Regions from separate parts of the Mus musculus genome. Here regions 1, 2, 3, 4 and 5 are each linked to region 6. Evidence: chromatin contacts called from public HiCAR-type, HiChIP or PLAC-seq and Micro-C data. All regions are on one chromosome and are shown on one strand. The core of a region is the stretch at or near the end of the contact, and the rest is flanking DNA. Distances in the headings are between cores, read along the strand shown. Region 1 has its middle 17 kb from the start of Gm31418. Region 2 has its middle 3.9 kb from the start of Gm31418. Region 3 holds the start of Gpam (glycerol-3-phosphate acyltransferase, mitochondrial). Region 4 has its middle 37 kb from the start of Gpam. Region 5 holds the start of Vti1a (vesicle transport through interaction with t-SNAREs 1A). Region 6 holds the start of Pdcd4 (programmed cell death 4).

Evidence for each region. Hi-C and Micro-C count contacts between places; a contact is called where the count stands out from the background. HiCAR-type assays count read pairs that join an accessible place to other places. HiChIP or PLAC-seq counts read pairs in DNA pulled down with a chosen protein or histone mark.
Region 1: an H3K4me3 HiChIP or PLAC-seq map of embryonic forebrain shows a contact between it and region 6, with 6 times the contacts expected there. The contact joins the enhancer-like site here to the promoter of Pdcd4 in region 6. A contact is called at or near these places in 8 of 39 promoter capture datasets (the C10 cell line, cranial neural crest, embryonic stem cells and 4 more) and 8 of 115 datasets of contacts at active chromatin or transcription factors (astrocytes, differentiating embryonic stem cells, embryonic forebrain and 5 more).
Region 2: an H3K27ac HiChIP or PLAC-seq map of acute myeloid leukemia shows a contact between it and region 6, with 10 times the contacts expected there. The contact joins the enhancer-like site here to the promoter of Pdcd4 in region 6. A contact is called at or near these places in 11 of 39 promoter capture datasets (the C10 cell line, cranial neural crest, frontonasal cranial neural crest and 6 more), 5 of 115 datasets of contacts at active chromatin or transcription factors (acute myeloid leukemia, craniofacial prominence, forebrain and 2 more) and 1 of 9 other capture datasets (embryonic stem cells).
Region 3: a Micro-C map of embryonic stem cells shows a contact between it and region 6, with 5 times the contacts expected there. The contact joins the promoter of Gpam here to the promoter of Pdcd4 in region 6. A contact is called at or near these places in 21 of 39 promoter capture datasets (the 3T3-L1 cell line, 3T3-L1-derived adipocytes, the C10 cell line and 12 more), 3 of 484 Hi-C or Micro-C datasets (all in embryonic stem cells), 9 of 115 datasets of contacts at active chromatin or transcription factors (astrocytes, double positive thymocytes, embryonic forebrain and 5 more) and 1 of 9 other capture datasets (adipose tissue).
Region 4: an H3K27ac HiChIP or PLAC-seq map of T-cell acute lymphoblastic leukemia shows a contact between it and region 6, with 13 times the contacts expected there. The contact joins the enhancer-like site here to the promoter of Pdcd4 in region 6. A contact is called at or near these places in 8 of 39 promoter capture datasets (cranial neural crest, embryonic stem cells, frontonasal cranial neural crest and 5 more), 3 of 15 datasets of contacts at CTCF or cohesin (the NIH/3T3 cell line and large pre-B cells), 4 of 484 Hi-C or Micro-C datasets (the N1E-115 cell line, cerebellum and granulosa cells) and 13 of 115 datasets of contacts at active chromatin or transcription factors (T-cell acute lymphoblastic leukemia, VIP interneurons, acute myeloid leukemia and 10 more).
Region 5: a contact with region 6 is called in a HiCAR-type map of astrocytes, with 4 times the contacts expected there. The contact joins the promoter of Vti1a here to the promoter of Pdcd4 in region 6. A contact is called at or near these places in 9 of 39 promoter capture datasets (the 3T3-L1 cell line, cranial neural crest, embryonic stem cells and 4 more), 2 of 484 Hi-C or Micro-C datasets (bone marrow-derived macrophages and embryonic stem cells), 8 of 115 datasets of contacts at active chromatin or transcription factors (the NIH/3T3 cell line, the SCID.adh cell line, astrocytes and 5 more) and 3 of 9 other capture datasets (adipose tissue, embryonic stem cells and liver).

What each region holds. Positions count from the first base shown.
Region 1 is chr19:55,142,235-55,146,079 of GRCm38.p6, reverse strand. No RefSeq gene overlaps it. Among named protein-coding and RNA genes, the nearest start is that of Gm31418, 17 kb to the right of the region's middle. Within about 2 kb of position 2,274, at least 40 of the 459 cell types and tissues checked have an H3K27ac peak or open chromatin away from gene starts, as enhancers often do. A contact at or near this core is called in embryonic forebrain, embryonic stem cells and liver, where this site is marked.
Region 2 is chr19:55,121,490-55,125,123 of GRCm38.p6, reverse strand. It overlaps a transcript of Gpam not described here. Among named protein-coding and RNA genes, the nearest start is that of Gm31418, 3.9 kb to the left of the region's middle. Within about 2 kb of position 1,908, at least 60 of the 459 cell types and tissues checked have an H3K27ac peak or open chromatin away from gene starts, as enhancers often do. A contact at or near this core is called in liver, where this site is marked.
Region 3 is chr19:55,096,703-55,100,727 of GRCm38.p6, reverse strand. Gpam (glycerol-3-phosphate acyltransferase, mitochondrial) reads left to right here and starts at 1,251. Exons shown (of 21, transcript NM_008149.4): 1 at 1,251-1,399; 2 at 3,101-3,231. The coding sequence starts at 3,130. Gm31356 (a long non-coding RNA gene) reads right to left here and starts at 1,185. Exons shown (of 3, transcript XR_001782666.2): 1 at 1,096-1,185.
Region 4 is chr19:55,061,090-55,064,731 of GRCm38.p6, reverse strand. No RefSeq gene overlaps it. Among named protein-coding and RNA genes, the nearest start is that of Gpam, 37 kb to the left of the region's middle. Within about 2 kb of position 1,316, at least 38 of the 459 cell types and tissues checked have an H3K27ac peak or open chromatin away from gene starts, as enhancers often do. A contact at or near this core is called in the N1E-115 cell line, T-cell acute lymphoblastic leukemia and craniofacial prominence, where this site is marked.
Region 5 is chr19:55,314,424-55,318,431 of GRCm38.p6, reverse strand. It overlaps Vti1a (vesicle transport through interaction with t-SNAREs 1A), which reads right to left and starts at 2,375. Exons shown (of 8, transcript NM_016862.4): 1 at 1,888-2,375. The coding sequence starts at 1,981. It overlaps Zdhhc6 (zinc finger, DHHC domain containing 6), which reads left to right and starts at 2,396. Exons shown (of 11, transcript NM_025883.4): 1 at 2,396-2,636; 2 at 3,660-4,008. The coding sequence starts at 3,865.
Region 6 is chr19:53,901,766-53,905,547 of GRCm38.p6, reverse strand. Pdcd4 (programmed cell death 4) reads right to left here and starts at 2,197. Exons shown (of 12, transcript NM_001168491.1): 1 at 2,060-2,197. Gm30990 (basic salivary proline-rich protein 2-like) reads left to right here and starts at 944. Exons shown (of 8, transcript XM_030251154.1): 1 at 944-965; 2 at 1,476-3,782. The coding sequence starts at 944. The coding sequence ends at 2,677.

The DNA.
Region 1 (3,845 bases), core at 1,025-3,524, 1.2 Mb before region 6:
CTGGGCTGACCTGGGGTGGAGAAAGCAAGTCGAAGGACCTGAATAACATTGGAGAAGCAGCTTATGACACATGTAGAAACCCGGGGGCAAGAATAGGGGAAAGGAGAAGATGCCTGGACCCCAGAGGTTGGAAAAACCCAATCCAGTTAGCTGGAAACAGAAGCCAAACAGTGAGGTTAACACTGGACAGTATGAGCCCACCCTTATACATTCATTCATTCATTCATTCATTCATTCACTTAACACTCATTTGACAAATAGCTATTAACCACATTCTGGTGTTCCGGGTGCTGGGGCTCTAACAGCAAATTCCCCTGGCTGAAATCTGTTTTCCTGAAGCTTTCCTCATATTGGGAAGAAGTATTGCAAATAAAGATAACCCACATTGGGCAAGAAGTGTGTGGTGAGGCTCTCACCGGAATCAGGGTGGGAGCTTAAGGATATGTGCAAAGAGAGAAGGAGCTGTGGTAGGTGGTGGGGTCAGGTGATCCTGAAAGAGCTACTGGGAATTGAGGGGACACTCTCTCCCCACCCACCAGCCCCCTGGAAGAGCACTCCAGGCTGAAGGACTTCTAGAACATGTCAGGACCCCGGGATGGAGAGCACATTCAGAACTTGAGAGAGACTGAGTCCCTGGGGCTGGAACTGAGAGAGGAGGGGGCTGGGAGGGCCAGCTGTGGTCAGAGTGGCTTCTGGCCAAAGTGCAAGACTGACCAGTGCTTAGGTTGTGTGGAGGTTGGAGCCAGGTCAGCCAAAAGGAACAAGAGAGCCAGTGGACTTTGGAGGGCCATGTGCATTAAACCTGGGCCTCTCATCACACCACACATGGGGCCAGCTAGGCTAACAGGGAAGGGGCTTGGCCAACATCACAGTTAGGGTGAGAAAAGCTGACTCAGTCCTGCACGTAAGGAGTGAGGCCTCTTCCCACTGTAGCAGCTAGAGAGGGGTCAGTGGTGTGGAGGAGAGAATTGGCCATAGAGGCACCTCGGGCACAGATGCACCTGGTGCACAGCTTGAAACTGCAGTGTTGTGGTCTGAAGGTGCCACCTTATCTGAAGGTTCACTTGACGGAGTGAAGAGCTGTTCAGATGTCACACTGCAGAACAGGGACATGCTCCAGCGTCTCCATTTTTGGCTCCTTCTTCTACCTCCATAGCTAGACAGACATCTGAGCAGACTCCAGCGTCTGGGCAGTTTTCAGGCCACCCAGCAGCCTCCTGAGTCCAGGTCCCTGGTTCCCAGAAGAGCTTCTTGACCCCTATGTGCCCAGGTTTTCAAAGAAGCTAGCCAGACTCACCAGACCCTGACCCCACGTTGCTCCTGCTCGAGCCCCAAGTTGCTGCACTCTGCTGCACTGTGTGCAAACTCTGCCTGCTCCCTGCTTCCCTCAGTGGCTGTCTTTCAAGTCCTGTGTTCCCTTGTCCTGTATCATGGCTACAGAGAACTGCTAGCCTCCCCCTTTCCCTTGCCCTTGCTGGTGCTGGAGGGACCTTGTTTTCCTTGCCTTCCCTTAGGTGTGTAACCCCCATCCCACCTTTAGAACTTTCTTATGGGCTCTCTCCAGTTCTCCTGATGTCTGGGTTAGGCCAACGTTTTGTTTTGTTTTGTTTTGTTTTCCTTCTGTGAACCCTGGGACACTTGCCTGAATTGCTAGTTTAAGATTTTTGAGCACCAAGCAAGTGAGAAAGAGCTGTGCTAGTTAGAAGTAACAGATGTGGCAGGAGGAGGAGTACGTGTGTGTGTGTGTGTGTGTGGGGGGGGGGGGGTGGGGTGGGGTGGGGGGTGATCCTAAAGCTTTACCCTCCCTGAGATCATTCTTACCCTCTCCTAGGTCTGGTCTGCTCTTCCCCCATCCAGGCCTGGCCTACTTCTGCTCATCAGACCATGCAATTTAGCCCCATTGTTCTGGAAGCTTTGAGTAAGAAGGAACTTTCCCTGTTTCCTTTCCTTTCCTTTTGTGTGTGTTTGGGGGAGGGGGCATGGAGACAGAGAGAGGAGAGGGGAGGAGAATAGGGGGAGAGGGGGAGGGGAGGGGGAGGGAGAGAGAGAGATCAGGAAATAGCTATTGGATTTTCGCAGAGGTTATCACCCCCAGCAAAACCTAAGGGTATCTTCCTGCTGGACAGCCAGCTGGACAGCCTTTCAGCGCTGTGGCGAGAGGCTGATGGGAACGCTCCCCTTCCTGCAGCCATATTTGCTGAAACAGTGAGCCCCGTTCCCCAGCTGCCTCTCCACCCAGGAACAAATAGCTCTCTATGCATAGTTCTGAGCCCTGGACTTGAGAATCCCCTGAAGAATGTTAAGGGGGTTTAGAGTTTCTTAGTAGACACTGCCCTGGTAGGAAGAAAATGGGAGGCGTCAACGTTTTCCTCTGGCCTTTTGACCTAAACAATCAAAGGCCTGTTTCTCAATAGAATTCCCATTCATTGTCCATTCTCTTTCCTTTCCTCTCCCTCCCTCTCCCTGGTCCCCCTTCCCTCCCTCTTCCCAAAGCCAGTTTCTCAGTTTCTCCCCAGCCCACGAGAACAACTGCTCGACCCAAGTATGTCATTTGTTTCACATCTACGTAAGGATCCATCTGGAAAACAGAGGCATCCGAAAAGCAGAGGCAGAAAATGAAAACATCAGTCTAGCCTTAAAACATTTGAAGACACTTCTTCAGGCTTTTGCTTTTCTCATGCATATTTATGAAAACTGAGAACACATCTGCTAGACTGTTGTTCTGTGACAATGCACCACAAGTAATTACCAACTTAGAGAGTATTGCTTGCTTACTTATTGCAAGGGAATGTACCCCTGTTACAGGTGAGAAGCAAAATAAAAGAATAAAACAGGTAGCATGGGAAAATCAACAGAAACACTAAAACTCACCCTCTAGAGACAACTAGCACAAAGTAGGAATTCATTCGTTTCTGAAGATACATGCTTAGTAAGGAGGTCTGCACCTGTTATCCCAGCACTTAGGAGGCTAAGGAAGAAGTGTGCATTTCAATCTAGCCTAGGCTTCATAGTGAACCACTGTCTTGAACAACAACAAAACACATAATAGTGTGTATATGCAGACACATAGACTTATATGTGTGTGTGTGTATTAAAAACATAGTCGTGCCCTAATAGAACACTACTGCTGTCATTTTGTTAAATGGACACGATGTGCCTGAAAGCTACCTTCTAAGTAGTTCTGTTCACATCCACAGGTTAGTGATGCTATCGGCCTTAATCACAGACGCTTCCTTGTGCTGTCTGTGGTGGTTGCTAAAGACTCCCAACTGGTCCAAGTGCTTAGAATAAGTAACTCTGGAATGCTCAACCTTAAATGGGACATCTCTCTCTCTCTCTCTCTCTCTCTCTCTCTCTCTCTCTCTCTCTCTCTCTCTCTCTCTCTCTCTCTCTCTCTCTCTGTCTCTCTCTCTCTGTCTCTCTCACACACACACACACACCCGTGATGCCAACCCTTCAAGGCTGAGGGCACCAGGAAAGAGGGGGAGGGGAGGGCATGCTATGGAATGCCTGCCGCTTTTGGGCATGCCATGCCCACTCCGTTCTGGGACTCTCAGCAGCTGTGCTTACCAGCCCCTGATTGGCACAAAGCACAGCCTGTCCACATCCTCTCATGGACAGGAGAGAAGCTCACGAGGCTAGCCCCTCCCTGAGGAGGCTAGCCCCTCCCTGAGGATCTACAAGCAAGGAGTGGTTGCTGGGGAAGGGGGGTACATTTTCTTCAGTGGTGTAGTTAATGGTAAGTTGCCCATGTTCCTGTAAGTAGACATAACTGAATTTACTGGGTCACCAAGCACAACAAACACACACGGGAAGGCGGAAGGAAGATTAGCTGGGAATAGGAT
Region 2 (3,634 bases), core at 659-3,158, 1.2 Mb before region 6:
CCACCCTTCTCCCCCACACTCCCAAGTCATGGCAATTGTCTCTCTCTTTTTTTTTTTTTTCCAGTTTCTAGCCTGAGCAAATCTAAAAGTCTTGCCCAGACTCCCTATGCCCAACCATTAGCAGCTGGCATCTTTATTGATCAATCAAAAGCCAACTGAGGACAAGGACCTTCAGCGTTTGGACAGGCAGATTCCTGATTAAACCAAAGCATTAGAACCAATCCCCAACAAGCAGACTGGAAGTTGAGGGTTAGTTATAAGTTAGTGTGGTAAATGGAGATTTCAGAGTCCTGTGGCTTCCCCTGTCATTGGAGGATCTTCCATGTGGCAAGCCATCAGCCTCTCCTTCCTTTCTCAGCTCTAGCACCTGCTTAGGTCACTAATGCTTTGGGCCCATGCTATTACCTGAAGATGCCCACTCTGAATTGCTCTCTCTCTCTCTACTCCCAGAAAATTGTCTTGGTGTATTTACGTCTACGCTAAGGAACTCAAATTAAAGGACTGTCCTTTTTTTGGTTAATCTTATTAGAATCATAGTAGATCATAGAAGGAGAAAAATTATTTATATCTGTAATTAAATCCTATGTTTCTCCTTGATATTTAAACCTTGTTTTCCCCATCTGTAAAATGGGCACAGCACTTCTTTCATGAAAGTGACTTTGAGAAAAGAGATTCTGTGGTGGACTTACTGTGTTTTCAGCACATGGAACAGGGTGAACAGGGAAGCAAAGAAAACCAGTTGCCCTTGGACAAGCTAAATATGAATGGTGCACCAGGCATTAAAAGCAGCAGGCCATTTGTGTCTTTGGAGAGGACAAAGGACTTAGAAGGGAGTGGTATCCAGTCATGAAAGGGCTGTTTGGTGAACTACAGTGTTTGTATGCTTCACTTCAGCGGGCATGCAGCAGTGGCCCTGCATGGGCTAAGGATCTGCTTACTATGGGGCTCAGAATCTGTGAACAAGAGAAGCTGGACCGCGTGGTTCCCTCAGACCGAGTTGTTCATGCTGACATCTAAGATGCTCTTGAACAAGCAAATGGCAAGGGAGAGGCTTGTGATTCTTTTTCTGTTGCTTTTCTGTCTTACTTCTCCTGGAGAGAGGCTGACCCAGAAGAAAGCACGGGTGCACCTCCTCTTAGGAGACCTCCTGAATTCTTCCCTGCCGGCAGTGACAACTCCCTTCTCCCTTTGCTTTGTCTCAGGAATTATGTCGCTCCTGTAGCCAGCATCCCACATCCCCTTCCTTCAAATCCCACAGGAATAGCTTGGGTGATAAACCCATCCAGAATATTGTTTTCTGCTGGGGAAGTTCTGAGATCAGGAGCCTAGGAGGTGAGCTGGGAGCTGAAGCTTTGGAGATGGGCTCATGGTCTCTTCCTTGGTCGCCCATGCGTGTTCCCAGAGCTGCCCACTTGGCCTGCCCTGGTAGTACCAGGTGTCTTGTCTACTATCTTTTATGAATTCTCAGGCCAGGACATTAGAGAGTGCGCTTTAAAAACTTGGTTAGCATATTTCCCAGACAAAAACAGTGGCCAGGAAGGCAGTTGGAAGGTTAGGGATGAAAGGAGGACTGCAGGCCTCGGGCTCCTGAGCCACGCAGAAGGAGCCTCCCCGCCTTTCCAGTAGGGGTCTGCACCGCTGACCCTCACCACGCCTCCACCCAGTCTCTGACAGCCAATCAACTCTCTTCATTTCCTTTTCCCTATCTGGGGCCTCACTCCTGCCTTAGTCAAGCCCTGACCATTGCTTTCTGGGCACAAGGGGTAAAGAGACCTCGCTGGGGCCTGGTTGTTTTAGCCAAAGATGCTCGAAGGAAACAATTACTGGCAGGACGGACCAGCACTGTGAATTCAAGGCCCAGAACACTCGGCACTTGTATTCTGGATTTTAAACTCCTCATTGGATGGGCACTCAGAGGATCAAATGTTGAGAAAGGAACAAAGAAGCTGTGCAGAGGAACTCTACACCAGGAGATTTCCAAAGGCAGTTCAGATGGCCCATTATTCTCCAAGGCAACCGCACGCCTGCCTCTCTCTCTCCATTCTGGAGAACTTGACAGTAACATTGCAGGGGGTGGGGTGGGGGTTGTCCATTGTCAACATTCAGTTCCCAGAACCCGATCCACCCCACTTCAGTGCCATCCAGTTCTTCAATTGCACTTAGATGTGGAATGGGGTTCTGGGGTGTCATGCTGGGTGTGATAATGAGAGCACCCAGTCCCTGTTCCTGGGTGCTTCCTCAGGGGCCCCAGTGACAGCAGATGCTGCCACAGGCCTGGCTTTTGCCTTTCCTACCCTTCTGGCTGTCTCACTACACTGACCTCACTTCAAAGCTTTGCTTTGTCTCCACCCAGAATGGGGGCGTGGCTGTGTATTGGGCTTCAAGTGTCTTGCCACAAACCAAGGCAGTCAACCATTCCCCAACCCCCAAAACAGCAAACAAACACCCAAACCAAACTAAAGAAAAACATGGCACCCCTACTACCACCACCACCAATCACATAGATTGCTCCACCCTAGGCCAGGGCGTCCCTTTCCCAGTGAACCCTTACGCTAGCCTCTCTGCAGAGGAGGGGTAGTTGTCATGGGCTACTTGAACATTGCTGGTAACGCTATGTATTTTGAGTCAATTCCAAGTAGCAACTTGGAAGAACAAGGGCCTGGGAAAATGAAAGCCAGGGGACCAGGCAGCAGCAGAAGGCTGGCTCCCCCTCCCCTCTCCCAGATGGAGCTCCATGGGACTTGTAAGAGATGCTGAGATTTTGTTTACAAATCCCCAAGCACTTTGCCACACTCTTAGTCCCTACTGAATCACATGTTATTGTCTTGTACACTGATGCTTAGGGTGAGCTTGCTGGATGGGTGGAATTCCCCACACCAGGCAGCATAGCGGGCACCCTTAGATAACAGAGAATGTGTCGTGGGTCTGATAAGCATCACTTTGGGTCCTTAGCACTTTGCTTCCTCAGCACCCCGTCAGTAGGCCAACATCCCTGACCCACCTCTAATTAGTCCCAGGACTCTGCAACAAGGCAGAGCCACTCCATTTAAGGAATTCACATCCCAGAAGAGGGGACAGGTCACTAACAGGAACTGCATGTGACATTGGAGAGTGGAACAGTGCAGTGTGTCACGGGGCAACCGTGTCTCTACTTTGACCTTCACTCCCTTCTCTGCCCTTGTCGTAGTTTGTCTTCTTTCTTAGCTGAGCCTCTAAGCTATTTCTCCAGCAATCTCTAGTGGTTCCTAACACTCATAGATTTACATAGGCAATGCCTTTCCCAGTAAACTAAGGATAAATTTGCAAGGGGTGTATGTGTGTGTGTGTGTGTGTGTGTGTGTGTGTGTGTGTGTGACCACATGTGTCCAGGTATATGTGTAAGGATGTGAATGTGTAGGCTAAGGTCAAGTGTTGTACCTCAGGCAGTATCCGCCTACCTTTTGAGACATAGTCTCTCACTAGGACCCAGGGCCAGCCAATTAGGCAAGACTGGCTGGAGAGTGAACTCCAGGCATCTGCTTGTCTCTGCCGTCCCAGGGGCAGAACTAGAATGTGTGCACCATCATGCTGTGGTGAATATTATTTGTGGGTTTTTATCCCACCTTAGATAATTTAGTAACCAAGAAACACAAGA
Region 3 (4,025 bases), core at 2-2,501, 1.2 Mb before region 6:
GCACAGCCACTCTTGTGCAAGAAGAGTCACTATGACTGAGTTTTATGTAAGACACACTTTCCATATGGCTTACATTTTAGAATTTCTTTGTCAGTCTAATTCATTTCTCTTATCTTCTTTATCAATCTAAAGTTTTTCTTCATGCTTTCCTTCCATGCCTGTTTTGTTGTTAGGGCCCCTGTATCCTGTGCACAAAATTTCACAATGTTTTGGGATAAGAAATTACTCTTTGTAGCCAATATACACTCCTTGAGAGCCTTAGTGAAGTATGTTTGTTTTTTTTTTTTGCTAAGGTACATGTGAGGCTAAATCAAGGCAGGGTCCTTGATGAATGGCCACTTCTACTCTCTGGGGTTGTTTCCCAGAAGAGAATATTTGCTTTGTAGGATGGGTTTATAAAGAGAAGTGGAAAGTTCAAGCTAAGGAAATCTAGTTTTTCTTGTTGTGCCTCAGCTCCCAGTATTTACTGGGTGCTTATTATAACATATTAATTAGGACCCTGATGTAAGGCACTGTCGCTGCCATGGGTTTGCAGTCTGACACCGATGGATGAGGACCTGAGACATGGTGCTCTGGTTAATCTTTGAGATGTCGCAGGAGGCTGTGATAATGGAGGAATGGGGTGGAAGGGAAGGCTTGGAGAAGCAGTTCTGGGACTACAGAGTGCTGGGATGAGAGGCAGAAGCACAACAGGAGAGGGACAGCATCTCCGGGCCACAGCAGGGACAACTGCTGGGGACAGAGGGAGAGGAGCGGCCTCTCTGTTTATGTCTGATGTGCTGGGCCCAGGCATTTGGGTTCTAGGGAGCTATGGGCATGTTTTTAGTTATCTTTCAAGCCTTCCTTTGTCTATTCTACATTTTTTTCGCCGTTGCGGGCTCGGTCACTCAGACATTTCACAACGTTGCACTCTGCAGTCCTTGCCTCTTCATTCTTCACAAATTGAGCTTGGTCTCACATACAAAAAGGCAAGATCACGCACAAGTACCTAAACCCACGCAGCCCGAATGCATTCCGCCACAGGACAGGGCCTGGTGCTAGCCTAGGCTAGCTGAGGTCACGCAAGGGAGATGGCAGACAGACAGACAGACCCACCGGCCGATGCACGAAGCATGCAGCTTGGGCAGTGTAGACATCAGGCTCACTCCCCATGCTCTCCGTCCCCACCGTCCCCTTCCTCCAAGCGCCTTACGCTAAGCCTGGCGGCCGGCAGCCCCGACGTCACTGCCGCGCGCCGCCCGCGTCATCGCGGCGCGCCGCTGCAGCAGGCGCAGAGCCGAAGCGCTGGCAGCTGCGTGCGCCCAGGCGCGAGCTGCCGGGCGGGTGGAGAGGAGCGCGGTGCGCTGTGCGCGGTGCGGGCTGCGGCTGCAGACGCCGCTGGGCCGGAGCGCGGGGTCAGGTGCGTGGGTGGGCGCCGCTCTCCCTGGGCCCGCCCGAGGCTTTGCAAGAGTCCGGGGCGGACACCCGGGTTCCCCCTGGAGTGGGCCGGGCTCCCGGATGGGTGGGCACGGTATCGCTCCAGGGACCGGGCTGCAGTGACAGCACCAGCAGGGCTGACATCCCAGCACGCTCCGTCCCGGGGGGCCGGGAGGGAAACCGAGGCAGCGGGGGACTCCGCGAGCAGCTGGCTCCAGGGACCGCCCGCTGACAGCAGCCCCGCGTACCCCACAGTGTCCCGGGCGTGCTATGGAGACCCCTGCCCTCCCTGCAGCCGGACACAGCTGTCGGGTGGCATGCTGCCCATTTTCCAGATGGGAGAAGCAAGGCGTAGTAGTTAACCAACTTGTCCAAATTCACATGCGTGGTGTGCAGACGGGGCCTTGAACTCCAGAGGGGCCCCCTTGCCCCTGCCTGTGGCCCACTGTCAGATTTTGTTTTCTTCCCTGCTCAGCACTGCTGTTTAGAGCCTCTGGGATTCTTTTCTTTTATTCTCCTCCCCTCTCCTGTAAAAAAATCTGGCTTGACCTCAAGTAAACCCTGTGGGGCTGGAGGAGCAAGGCTTGGACGTCTGTTGGCACAAGCCTCCCTTTCCTCCTCCGATCGCCTCATTTCTTTTCTCAGGCTGCAGTGTGCTCCCCCACTCCCGGCCCCCCTCCGTTGTGTGGCCATTCAGAACCGGAAGTTGGTAGGGGGAGGGGGCGTCGAATCTTTATAATAAAGAACTTTTCCCACCAGATGGGGTGCTTTACTGATCTCTGGTGTCAGCTGATTGCTTATGCTGAACGGCTAAGGGCAGATGTTGTTTTGAGGCTAAACAGTTATCGGAGCAAATCCACGTGGGGATTGTAAAGAGTCCAGGTGTTCCTCTTAGAGAACAGTGTTCTCTCACTGAAGGTGGATTTTGATTTTAAGAGAAGAATCTAATGCTGGGGGGCAGGGGGAAGCCAGCAGCTAAAATAATTAAATAAAGATGATATAAGGTTTTTAAAAATTAAAAAAAGCTGCATTCATACATATAAAATGTCTTACCAAGTAAGCTTACGCTGGGGCTGGAGATGTGGCGCAGTGGTTAACAGTCCCGCTGATCTTTCAGAGGATCAGAGTTTGGTCCCAGCACTTGCATCAGGTAGCTCACGACCTAGCTCCAGGGATCTGATGTGCAGTATTGGCCTCCTCCAGCACTCATATGTATATGCCTATACATGCACACACATCCATAAATAAATAATAAAAAAGTTTTTGTCTCTATCCTCCCAGGGATACTCAGTTATTAACAAAAGTGAAATAATTATTCGTTGCAAGCCAGTATTATTACAAGTGCCTTATTTTGAAGTTGTCTTCCTTTTTTTTACAAGTGACTTCTCATGACAGTTTTGCCCAGGAATCTGAAGGCTACAGCTGCTGTATCCTTGTATGTTCGGAAAATACTGGTCTGTGAATGTTGACCTTTGAGGTCAGGGCAGTTTAGCAGACATGTAAACAGATCGGGCCAGATGAGCACTCTACCACCAAGCTATAGCTTTTTGCTGCTACTCACTACACTAGCAATCTGTCAGTTCATGTAATATCTTGTTACTAAGCAGAACTGTGAGGAGATGAGCAGTTTGAGGCCCGGGGTTACTCTCTGGATACTTCCTTGAGTAGTGCTTATTTCTTACAGCACATGGTTTGGGACTTGCACGTTCTGCCATGGAGGAGTCTTCAGTGACAGTTGGCACAATAGACGTTTCTTATCTGCCCAGTTCATCGGAATACAGCCTTGGCCGATGTAAACACACCAGTGAGGACTGGGTAAGTTGACGAGAAGCCTTCATCACAGCCCACTTAAAATGTTTGCAGTGATATCAAGTAGAGATTAATCATCAAAGAAACTGCTTCCGACTCTTAGAAATGGTGTTTTTACAATCTAAGATTTAAAATTTTTGGTAGTATTAACTGGGAAGAAAAAAAAATGGGTGGAAAATTTCAGAGCAGTAATTGTATTTAAAAAATAAAACTTCTTGTATGGAGGCAAAATAGTAACCATTGTTTTGTGTAGTGTGCTTAAACATTTTTTTTTTCCTTTTAGTATCTACCACACAACTTATATTTAGTAAGCCTGAGTTTTATAATGGAAATTAACTCTAAAACATAAAAAACAGGAAACTTGTTTATTAAACTAATTGAAAAGCATGCATTTTCTTGTGGTGGTACTAATTCAGCATTACATGGAGTGTTTAAAATACCTCAACAAAAATTGATATTAATTGGTTGTTTTTAAGAACATTGTATCCGTGGGATCTGAAAAACAATGAACAGAAAGTTAAAGAATAATCTGAAGGACAGGACTTGACTCTGGTCAGGTGATGTGGCTGTGATTCAAATTCTAGGCTTTAAATGCTCCTGGTAACAGAATGTCATTAAACATACTTTGTTTTTCTTCTAAACTGTTGTAAGAACACCTGCTCACTGTGTCAAGCCTGCGTGGTTTTCCCGTGGGAGTATGGGAGTAGTGTGTGCTTTGGAAGGGCATAAGGTTGACTGAGCACAGGGGTTTGGAGTGTGACTTCTTCATCCCACTGTCAGAAGTCCCTCTGGCCCCGGGG
Region 4 (3,642 bases), core at 67-2,566, 1.2 Mb before region 6:
TTGTCTACTGTGACAGTCAACCTGAGGAAGATCTCGGACCCACCATCTCTTTCTGAATCTTCCTGCAGAGGATAGTCTTAGCCTCTGTGCAGAGTGCTGGTGAGCCAACCTGTCATGGGTGACCTTCAGTTTATAAGCTAGGGCTGACCCTTGACACACAGCTTAGCTTTTTCGCTCTCAAGAATGTTCTGGGGGCCCTGGTGCTAAGAGGCTTCTGTTGCCCACAGCAAGTGACCCATTAGCACTCCTTTCTTTTTTCACCCCCCTCTGTCTCCTTTGGTCAGTCCCTGCTTCTCCTTCCTGGCAAATGCTTGCACATAGATGACCTGTTGCTGAACTCTCCTGTCTTGACTGGTTCTAGGAACACCAAGCAAAGACAGCCTTACTCTTCATTAGACTATGCTGAGCTGATGCCCCATTTTGGATGAGCAACATGATGGGAGAGTGATGGAGAGGTCCCCTCTGTTGTTTCGTTGGCAAAGGTCTACTATCTACCATGGTTGGAAATAATCACAATGGAGATTAAATATCCAGGAAGTGCTAGTACTATCCAGAGCCAACCTTCACAGCACCAGAAGATCATACAAGTGCCAAGCCCTCTCCTCTCCCTGGAGCAGGACTGTATCTCCTCAGGGACAAAGGCCACACCTAAGGAAAGTCCCTAACAACACTGCATTTGGTTGAGACTCTGGAGAGCCTGCCAGGCTGTTCTGGAGACTGGGGTATGGCGTCCAGGTTCTCATCCAAGACACTCAGTCTTGAAGGAAGAACAGATAGTTTAAATGGGAAGTCTCAAAATTTCCCCTAATTGAATTCGACAGACCATTAAGTGGTTCTATACAGGATCTGTATGTTGTCACAGCACTCTGGTGATAGGGAGGCTCCAGGCCCTTGGCTTTTCAAGCAAATGCAATATCGTTTCTGAGCTGTTAGATTTTCTTTTCCTGTATATTTTTGGGTGTGGTTAATGTTGTTAGATCTATGCTCCTGCCTCAGGTCGGGGGGTTGGTGGGGAACAGAGGTGTGTATCTTTCTCTTCCTGCGTTTGCCCGTGCCCTGTGCCAGAGGTCATTTGATCGCGGAGCTTGTGCACTTGTTTTCTGAAAACAGTGGTGTCTCTGGATGCACACGCTTTTAAAAATGGAGGACAGCAGCCCTTTGAGTTTGTAGATGGAGCAGTTTGCCCTTTGCAGTGAGCTGTTTATAAAACACTGAGCACAAATGAACAGCCAGTCACAGACCTGCCAGCTGTGCAGGCAGGACCAGCCGCTTCCCATTGTACAGACAAAGTGGAGGCGGGGTTTGAGGAAACTCTTCAACTTCCTCAGGGGAGCTAGCAGCTACAGCTAGGAGGCTGACCCACAGCTTTCTTCAACCTTGCCTCCTGCATCGTGTGTGTGTGTGTGTGTGTGTGTGTGTGTGTGTGTGTGTGTGTGTGTGTGTGGTGTGTGGTGTGTGTGTGTGTGTGTGGTGTGTGGTGTGTGTGTGTGTGTTGTGTGGTGTGTGTGTGTGTGTGTGTGGTGTGTGTGTGTGTGTGTGTGTGTGTGTGGTGTGTGGTGTGTGTGTGTGTGTTGTGTGGTGTGTGTGTGTGTGTGTGTGGTGTGTGTGTGTGTGTGTGTGTGTGTGTGGTGTGTGTGTGTGTGTGTGTGTGTGTGTGTGTGTGTGTGGTGTGTGTGTGTGTGTGTGTGTGTGGTGTGTGTGTGTGTGTGTGTGTGTGTGTGTGTGTGTGGTGTGTGTGTGTGTGTGTGTGTGTGTGTGTGTGTGTGTTTGGATTTCAGGACTAGTATGTTAAGTCTCATCTCGGGTGCAGGGCGAGGAAGGAGTAAGGATGGAGATGCACTAGGAAGAAGAAAATTATTATTTCCAAAACATGATGCCCCATGTCAGGACCCAGCCAGGGCAAAAGGGGTGCAGCTGTGGCTGTGTGAGGGGGAACCCTAGCCTCACCGCTGCAGGTGAGAAGAGCCAGTCTCACCATTGGGATCTCGGGGAAGAAAAGATGGCCGCCAAGGGAAGAGCACTGGTGTCTTTCTAATTGTTTTCTTTTGGCACGGAGCCTAAGGTGTCGACAAAAAGTTGGACCCATAGAAATTGGCATTAGAATCTGGAGACACAGCCCATCTACAGTTAGCTTTGCCTTTGATGTCTTTGTTTGCATGATATTGTGCCCAGGTGACCAAAGCGTTGCTACTCAGTCGCGGAACCTGGTTAAGACTTCCTGGGTTCAAGTCCCAGCTCCACACTCAGCAGCCACTGGATCTTGAACCTGTTTTCTGATGCTCCGTCTTCACCTAGCAGGTGACAACACGTTAGCGTGAACACGCCGGATGCACCCCAGCCTGGCTTATGATGGCAGCGTCATAAATGTTAGCTCAGGGTGCTGTCTCCGAAGAGAATACCTGGCAAACTAAGTTTTCTTCTGCCTGCCCACTCCTTCCTCTGCCATCATTTGACAGGCACTGGTTCAACCTCTGCATAAACAGGCTTTGGGATTCCCCCCCCCCCCATCCTGTCTTAAAGGCATACATTAATTTTCATTTTCTTCGATCAGGTGGTCCTGTACCAAAACGCTGGGTGTGGCCATGCCACACATTTTGGATCTGACCACTAGGTGGTGATAGAACTTCATCAGCGGGTTCTAAGCCACGATGTAGGTAATTAAAAAAGGAAAGAAAGGAAAGGAAAGGAAAGGAAAGGAGAGGGGAGGGGAGGGGAGGGGAGGGGAGGGGAGGGGAGGGGAGGGGAGGGGAGGGGAGGGGAGGGGAGGGGAGGGGAGGGGAGGGGAGGGGAGGGAAGGGAAGGGAAGGGAAGGGAAGGGAAGGGAAGGGAAGGGAAGGAGTGGCCGAGGCTGTCCAGACAACTAGGGCGAACATGTTGCTTGTCACATACTACCAGACCCCAGGATGGCCTCAGATGAAGCCGGGACAGCGAAAGACAAGAGACAGGGCTGAGGCATGGAGCGTGGCAGAGGGCTTTGCTCGGGCAGCTGGAAGTCTGCGGGAAGCTGGAGATTCCAGTGGCTACAGGGCACCTGCTGTCTAGGGACCCTTAGGCAGGAATGTCTGCAGGGACTGCAGAAAGTGAGGGGCGGGACCGGTCCATTCCCTGGTGCCCTGGGGATTCCAAAGCCTATCACGGAGCTCAGGGTCTGTCTTATTCCTCACTTTGGTCCACCCACCCTTGTCCTATCGGAAAACGAAGTGCAAATGATTTCTGAAGTCTATGGCGAGGACCTAAGTGCCTCCCAGCCACCCGGAAATACCTCTTTGGTGCCCACTGTATGGGAACTTGACTTTGAGCCCAGGCTCTGCCAGTTGAAACCGAGTTTCTCCAGGTGAGGCTCCCATTTTAAGCTCCTTTATTCATTCACAGAGTGAGTTTTATGTGGGAGCAAACGAGCAAGCTGGGAAGGGTGGATGTCTGATCAGTGGGAAAATGGGGGACTGGTGAGGAAGAACGAGGGAAGGGAATAGGGGCCGGAGACAATGGTCCACAGTTTTATTCTTGCTTGTCCTTTTCTGGGTCCTCTCTATCACACTGAAGGAAGAGGGCACCTGGAACCACCAGGACTATGGCCATTCTGTCCACTAGAGGGCGGAGGCGTTCTTCAGTTTAGCTTGGTGTTGGCGCCGGCTTGGAAAA
Region 5 (4,008 bases), core at 1,126-3,625, 1.4 Mb before region 6:
ACAGGGATAATAGCATCTTTATTTTTTAAAATAATTCAACTGTTTCCTTATATGTAGTAAAAATTTTAAACACAAAGGCAAGAAAATCAATTGTAACAAAATCTATTTTCTTAGAAAGAGTCTTCAAAACTTTATATTCAGGACAATATTACTTTGTAAAACAGTTTCTCAATAATAAAGCTATTTGCCCAAATTATATTTAAAAAAAAGTTTCTACTGCTAAAAAACAAACAAAATATTAAAATTCAAAATGAGCAAAATCCAACCGCGACTGCACATCCTGGTACTGAGGCTCTGGGACTCAATTCAAAGGCACGAGTCTCAGACAACAACGGCAACAAAATCAAGATGATCTTGGGCAATGGAGACAAGTGGGACTGAAGAGAAGAGGTGAAGTGAAGTATCATGAAGGCAGGAGGCCATCTTCCATCAGATTTTTTTTGTAAAAATCTCTGAGGCAACACAGCTCCATGGTATACGCTACACTGGTTCTCTCCCCTTGCTCCCTTCCTTGAACTCATAAGCCTCTTTAAGACATCATTCACCTCCTTCCGAGCTAACTGAGACTTCAGGAGGTAAGTGGGATGGAGGCTCAGGGGTCCTGGCTTCAAGCAAATATCCCTAGTAACAGAAAACAGGGAGGGGTGATAAGGGAAAAATTATTTATAAACATAAAGATTGGGGGAAATTCTGGACAGGGGGTGAGGAACAACTTAGACTCAAGAGAAGTTACTGCTGTCATCTTGGCCTGGGGCTGACCAGGTAAGAAAGTGAAGATACCCACAATTCTGCAGACCAATGAGAATCATCTCTTCTACACAGTATGCTCCAGAGCTGGAGTAGAGGCAAGTTCAGCAGCCCAGTGATCATTCAATTTCCCTAACGAAACTGAGCCAATAAATAAATAAAACTCACAATTTGTCTGTTACTAACTACTCAAATTAAATCTGTACTTAAAGAAAAAATCCTAAAACACTATCTTATAAGTCACAAAGTATTATATAACAATCCCTTGCTTATTCACAAAAAAAAAAAAAAAAAATCTGAGCCCTTAGAAAAGAAATGTCAAGAAAATCAGACAAGGCTCCCACCTTCCCACTGTTGACAACCTAGCATGCAGGGTAATACCTGGAGGATGCTGAATTGTAAAAGTGAGCAAAGTTGTCCTGTACGAAGTTTCATATAAAACTGGGTTATAGATACCCAAGAAAGATGAGAATCACAGAATCAGGGCAGAGGTCTGAAAAATAGGAATCCTAACAAGAGCTAAGACACAGGGCTTCACAGCTGCGTATCAGTTAATCTTCACAACCGCCCTGAGAGAGGTACGAGTCTCTCGAACCAAGAAGGAAGTTTTGAAGGATAACGAAAACTTGCCTAGGAGACAACTTCTAAGTGGCAAGGGTTAGACTTGAATTCAGGCATCCTAGCTCGTCATTCTAGTGTGCCACGAATAAGGATAACAGAATTATTGACTAAAACGACAACGCTGCTGCTGCATTTACAGATCCACAATCTTGATACTTTCACACAGTTCCTTTGAATACTCATATTTTACAAAAGATAAAAAAAGATAGAAAAAAAAAAAGAAAAGGAAAAAAGAAGAAATCAAGATGCAGAGCAATGTTTCCAAGGCTATACAAGCTTTTAAAAAGCGGTGGGGTAGGAAACAGGCGCCACCCCCCCAAAATGGTTTCCACGCAGAAGGTGCTTTGCATTTGAAGCACATTTAATGCCAATCACAACCTACTACCCAGAACGCACCCCTCCCCGGGCCGCCAGCACCACCCACAGCAGCCTCGCGCCAGCGAGCCCCGCGTGCCCAGGCGGCGTTCCGCGGCCCCCGGCTCTCCAGGCCGCCCCCGCCCGGCCGGGCAGGGTACTCACCGGGAGGGAGCCGAGGGACCCTTGCAATCTTGCTGGTGATCTCAGCAGTGAGCACTGCGAAGTCCTGCTCGTACCCTTCGAAGTCGGAAGACATGGCAGCTCGGGCACGGCCGGCCGGAGCCGGGTTCTAGCGCTCAGAGCGGGACTCGCCAAGGGCGCCCGGCCTCGGCGCAGGGACCCTGTGAAGAAGTCTCCACAGCACAGCGGGAACCGGGAACAACTCCCAGCCCTGCCGCTTCCTGGTTGCTCTACGCAGTCCTTGTCCTCCGGAAACTGCGCTGCCTGCGCCTTTTCCTTTCCACCCAAATCTTCGAACGTAAAACTAAAGAAAAAGTTCACTTTCGGTGACCCCTAAAAAAAAAAAAAGACTACGAAAGCCCACATGCTCTCGGGTATCACAGAATACACGTCCCCCACACTGCAGCTCCAGAGAAACGGCTGGAGCGCCCCCAAACTCTAAGTTGCAGGCGCGGGCTTTCCGAGGGAAGATTGACGCCGCGCACCGACCGGAAGTGGCTGTGGCGGAGCTTGCGCCGAGGACCCGAGCGGGAGGCTCACGGCGGCCGCGTGAACCAGAGACGCGCGGGTCCGAGTTCCCCGCGCAGGTCTCGCCGTCAGGGTTCGCATTCGGCTTGCTCAGACTGAAGCGCTCATGACAGAGCTATAAGGAGGAGAAAATCTGTTCCGCTGAGCCCGGGCCGTCCCGGAAATGCGATGGCTGTGGAGCGGGCACCGGAGACCAGACTGAGGTGGGAGTCACCGCAGGGGGTGCAACCCGCTTACGAGGCGGTCTTCGCCTCGACCTAGTCGACCCAGCATCTCCAAAATATCGAGCCCAGACCTCGCTTAATAAGACGTTTGTCCTGTGAGTGAAGATCCCAGAGCATCCCGCACCACTACATGGGCGGGAAACTGAGGCAGGCACCGACCGGGCTGGCGCATCTGCTCCGTGGGAATCCGTTACGCATACGTCATACCCATGTGTCATAGGTCTTTTCCCGGCTCATTTCACTCCATTCAGAACTCAGGTCTACAACTATTCCCCGTGCGTGCCTTCTTCCCTTCTCCCTCGGCCCCGGAGGGAATTATCCCCCCCCCCCCGCCCGCTTAAATCCACTCTGTGCTCGTTCTCGTGCACTGCTTCAGTTGTGATTTTTCGCGCACACACATGCGGCCTTCTCGTTTTAATCTCACCCTTCTTCCTGTACCTTTAACCCCGATCGATTGCTAATGTTGGCGCTTGGGAGAACAAGTGCCCAGTTATTAATACACAAAGTATTATATGCGTAGAGCATGTCACAGTTAATTCACAACTCGTTGGGAGGCAGTTTAGAACGTCCTAAAAAAGAAGTTTGGTGCTTCTATTCTGGACTTAGCTGTTACTTGTGACCTTGGTCGGTCGATATAATCACAGTCTCTCTAAGCCAGTTTCTGTTCTAGGAAGAATTAGATACGTGATAATTAGATAAGACCCTGCTTCTCAGCTCCCTAAGTCTTTGTTCTCTCTAACGATCCACTAAGCTAGGAGTAGTCGATCCTTTCTGGCACTTTGAACAGAAGAGGAAAACTGTTTAATATGTCCGGTTTTCGTGCACTTCAAGCTCGGACTGTATTCTGGATAGGTCCAAAGTAATTATTTTTGTTCTCGATAAGAGGTGAACTCCACACTAGTGTGCTTTCGAGGTGCTGAGTCAAGTGCTCCTTGGAGTTAAATATTAAATAAATGGCATATGGACTTTCTAAACGGAGTTTTCCCATCTTGTTTTCTTTAGGCTGTGTTTCAAATCAACCTATATTCTCCTGTGAGATACAGAGTTCTGGAGGCCACAACTGAAAATGACATACCCCACCTCAGTGACCCTTCAGCCAAAGGCATGACAGCTCAGGCACACACATGGACTTGTTGCACACAGAAATGTGTGCACAGGAAAAGGAGATCTCTAGTTCTTTAGAAGAAAGAAGTCATTCTTCACCAAGATGGGCATATTCTGCTCAGTAATCAAGTTTGAAAATCTTCAAGACTTAAGGAGACTGTGTCATTGGGGTCCCATCATAGCCCTGGGTGTTATAGCAATATGTTCCACAATGGCCATGATCGACTCTGTCTTGTGGTATTGGCCC
Region 6 (3,782 bases), core at 948-3,447:
TTAACACTGTGAAGTGTGATTTTCATTCTAGATGCAAGTATAGTCTCTGAGGAAATATTTTCTGCAGCATCTGTCTAATAATGGGGGAAATATAAGTAGTGCTTATCAAGCCCTTTGACATTCACAGTGAACTAATTGTGTAAGCATTATTTCATGAGCTTCACGTATTCCCTTTGCACACAACTCAAGAGGTTTAGAAGGAAAGGATGTTCTCTGCAAGGTTGTTCACACTGGGTGAACGACCACGAGAACCCAGACGCTGTACATTCAGTACATGAGCTTAGAGTGCCTTACAAGGAAGTCCTTCTTAGGGTTAACAAAAAGCAGCTTTTAACAACGTGGACTTGTACACCAACTGTTAAAACTGCTTTCCAATCACTAAAGATATGATACTGAAAACAGCTATCAGGAAATAACTATCACATGATATGATGTTTTATTAATTATAACAACCAAAAAATAGTTCTATCTCCAGACCATAACAACTGGATCAAGCAGTCAAGACGCAGACACACCCATAGCTTCACAGCTGTTCTAAAGGACAGTATGTGACACTCTCTTCAGTGGGCTTTTTTTTTTCTTTTAATTTAACGATCCTTAAAATACTTACCTCAACCTTAGGCAAAACAACAGCAACAACAACAACAAAAAAATCTAAATTCCATTTGCTCCACACTAATCTATACAAAATCATTTCCCATGGGGTAAGGGGAAGCTATGTATACAGCTAAAAACGATTAAGCTGAAATTAACTGTTATCCAGTGCATTTCCTAAATGCCCGATAAATTACTTTGACATTTTGGAAGTCAAGTTTAGACCACATGTTAACTAGAAAATGACCTTAATTCTTCCCTGGGATGCAGTCACATTAATTAGCAACTTGCATTCTGCTAAGAGCACTCTACAACAATAACGCAAAAGCAACCACTACTGAGAGCAACCATGTACATTTATTTTTGCAGCCGTAACAAGTATTTTATTTTCCTCTACTCTTACCACGAGATAGATATAGATATATAGATAGATATCGCACGCATATTATGGATATAAATACGAGCACGAATATATATGCTAGGGCCTTCCCCTAAAATTTCAAACTCTTAAATCAAGAGTATTACAGCTGTGAAGCTATCAAAATGTCTTAAACGCAGCTCGTAGGCCTCACACCCACCCCTCACCCAGGCCCGGAGCCGCATTTTGAATCATTCATAGCAGGTAGTCGACTACAGAGGCTGGTTTACAGAGCCAGTTCCCAAGGAGGGGCTCGGGGAAGATAGGCGAGACCTACATCTGCAGTTCTGAGGCTGTTCAGGGAAAGCAAAAACAAAAAACCAAAACCAAAAACCAAAAAGCACGCCCTCTACGTACATTACAGTAGCGGACAGCCACGGGCAGCAGACACAGCATGCGTTCACAGAGAGGGGGCTCCCTTCTCGGCTTTGTTTTCTCTAGGTTGTATTGTACTTTTTTTAAGGGACCCTGTACAGGAGACTGCAAGGAGGAGTTGGCACAGGGCCGGGAGGGCAGCTGTCCCCGCCCCGTGCCCGCACCGACCGACGCCTGTCCCGCAGGACCCCAACCCTCCGGCAGCGGGCAGGGCCGGCCGAGGCGGACCAGGCCTCGGTTCGGGGCACCGACCCCTCACCGGATCTCCGTCCGGACGACACCCCTCTCCTACCGTCCCGTCCCCCGCGTCCAACTGCGTCGGACCGGGCGCCCGGAGGCTCCTCTCACCGCGAGCGCACGCAGCCACGCACGCCCGGCCGCCGGGGATGGGGCTGCGGAGGAGGGGGCGGGCCCGTGCTGCAGCTCCCCGGCCCGACCGACCCGGCCTCGGAGAGCGAGCACCGGCAGCTCCCCGCAGCCCCGGGCGTTGGGCGAGCGCCGGTGGCCGGAGGGCTCCAGGGCCAGCGTGGACAGGGACCGAGCGTCCCGACCCCCGCGGCGAGGCCTCCACGCCCCCTCCCCCTCCCAACGTGCGGCAGCCTCCGCCGACCCGGGCCTAAGGGACGAGGACGCCGCCCGCCCGAGCGTGCGAGCCGCGCCCACAGTACTGACCCCCTCGGGCCGCCGCCGCTCGCCCGGGTCTCCGGTCCGCCGGGCCCCGACCCCGTTCCTCAGCCTCCGCCGCCGCTGCCTCGGAGCGCCTCTGGCCCCGCTCGCTCTGTTTGTTTTTGTTTTGTTCTACCCAGTAACACGGGGGCGACGGCGTGGCGTCTATTGGCCGAGAGGAGGACGTCCCGCAGCCAATCGTGGCGGCCGAGCTGCAGCCGAGGCGGCGAGGCAGAGCTAGGGGAAGTGAGACGTGGAAATAGGGGCGGGGCTCAGGGGGGCGGGGCGCCGTCGGCGCATGCGCGCTGGGCTTGGGACCCGCTCGGCCACCAGCCAGAGTGGGGGTTAAGTGCAGAGGGCCGGGTTGTGAAAGCGGGCGGAGGGCTGTGCCGGGCTGGGGGCTGGGGGCTGGGGCGCGGCTCGTGGACCAGACCGGCCAGTCCTCTCTACAGGGCGTCTCAGCCCAATTCTAGGGCGGTTGTGGATTTCCTGAGGTCCCCACTATTTCTGGGCGTCTGGGAGAATCTGCAACCACTACTTAACTTCTGCCCGCTGGTCCTTGCTCTCGCGTGGCTCCTGCCGTGTGTCCACGTGCTCAGGAAGTTTCTCGCAGGAAAAGCCTAACCCCTTTGAGATAAAAATCGCTCCCTTTTCCCAGATAAAGAGATACAAAAACTGAAGTCCCTTTGCTAACCAGCCAGGCCACTATGGTGCTTGCATTCTTTCCAAAGCTGGGTTTCTCAACCATGGCTATGGTTTGTGTATTGAATCAGCCCTCTCTAGCTGTCTTCTGTGACGTTTCCTTCTGGCTGCCATCTCTAGCCTTCATTTTGTCTCGGATGTTATCGCCTGAGATAATGTGCAGCACCGTATGTTCTTCCTGTGCACCTGGAAAGTGACTGACCTGCTTTCTCTGGCCATGTTTACCTTTAGTCTGAATGGCAATACCAGAATGTTTCCCTTGGTCTTTTCAGAACTGAACTGCTCGATAGCAACCACCATCCCCTAACGTGGGCCTTTCTACCCCGGCTCTTACTGCCTGGTGTTATCTAATGTTCTTCACACACACACACACACACACACACACACACACACACACACCTTCACAAGCTCCCCACTGCCTCCCTGGAGTGCCTGCTTCTCAGCAGACACCCTAGAGCCCACAGTGCGACTTATAGGCTTCAAGGCTATGTCTGCACACCCTAACCCCTGGATACCCGTCCTCCTGAACCCACTTGGACAGCTCACTGCTCCGCATCCTCCCTTGTGTCTTGCCAGGTCTTTTATCATATCATCTCGAAATGTCTCTCCTAGATGGCCTCTCTGCCTGGTACATCTTATCCAAGTCTCTCAGCCTCCCTCAGTCTTTATCAAGTCTCATGCCAGTATGATCCATTTTCTGAAACCTGATTCCGCGGAGCACCAGCCAGTCTGCAGGGACTGAGGACATTCTGCCCGGCATTGTTTCATCTGAGTCCCAGTCCTGGCTTGTCCCACAAGCCCCGTGTCTCACTCACCCTTAGTATGGTGAGCTTGAGAGGTGCTTTGTAGATATATTATACCCATGTAATAAGTACGCCTTGTGCGAGCTCACAGAGAATCCCAAAAGTCAGTAGTCATCACCGGCTCTTGCTCGGGACTTCCTCACATGGCCAGCATCTAAAGCGTCACTTGGCACATGCTACTACATCCAGGCTTTATAAGGCAACTATCCCAAAATCAGGAGATA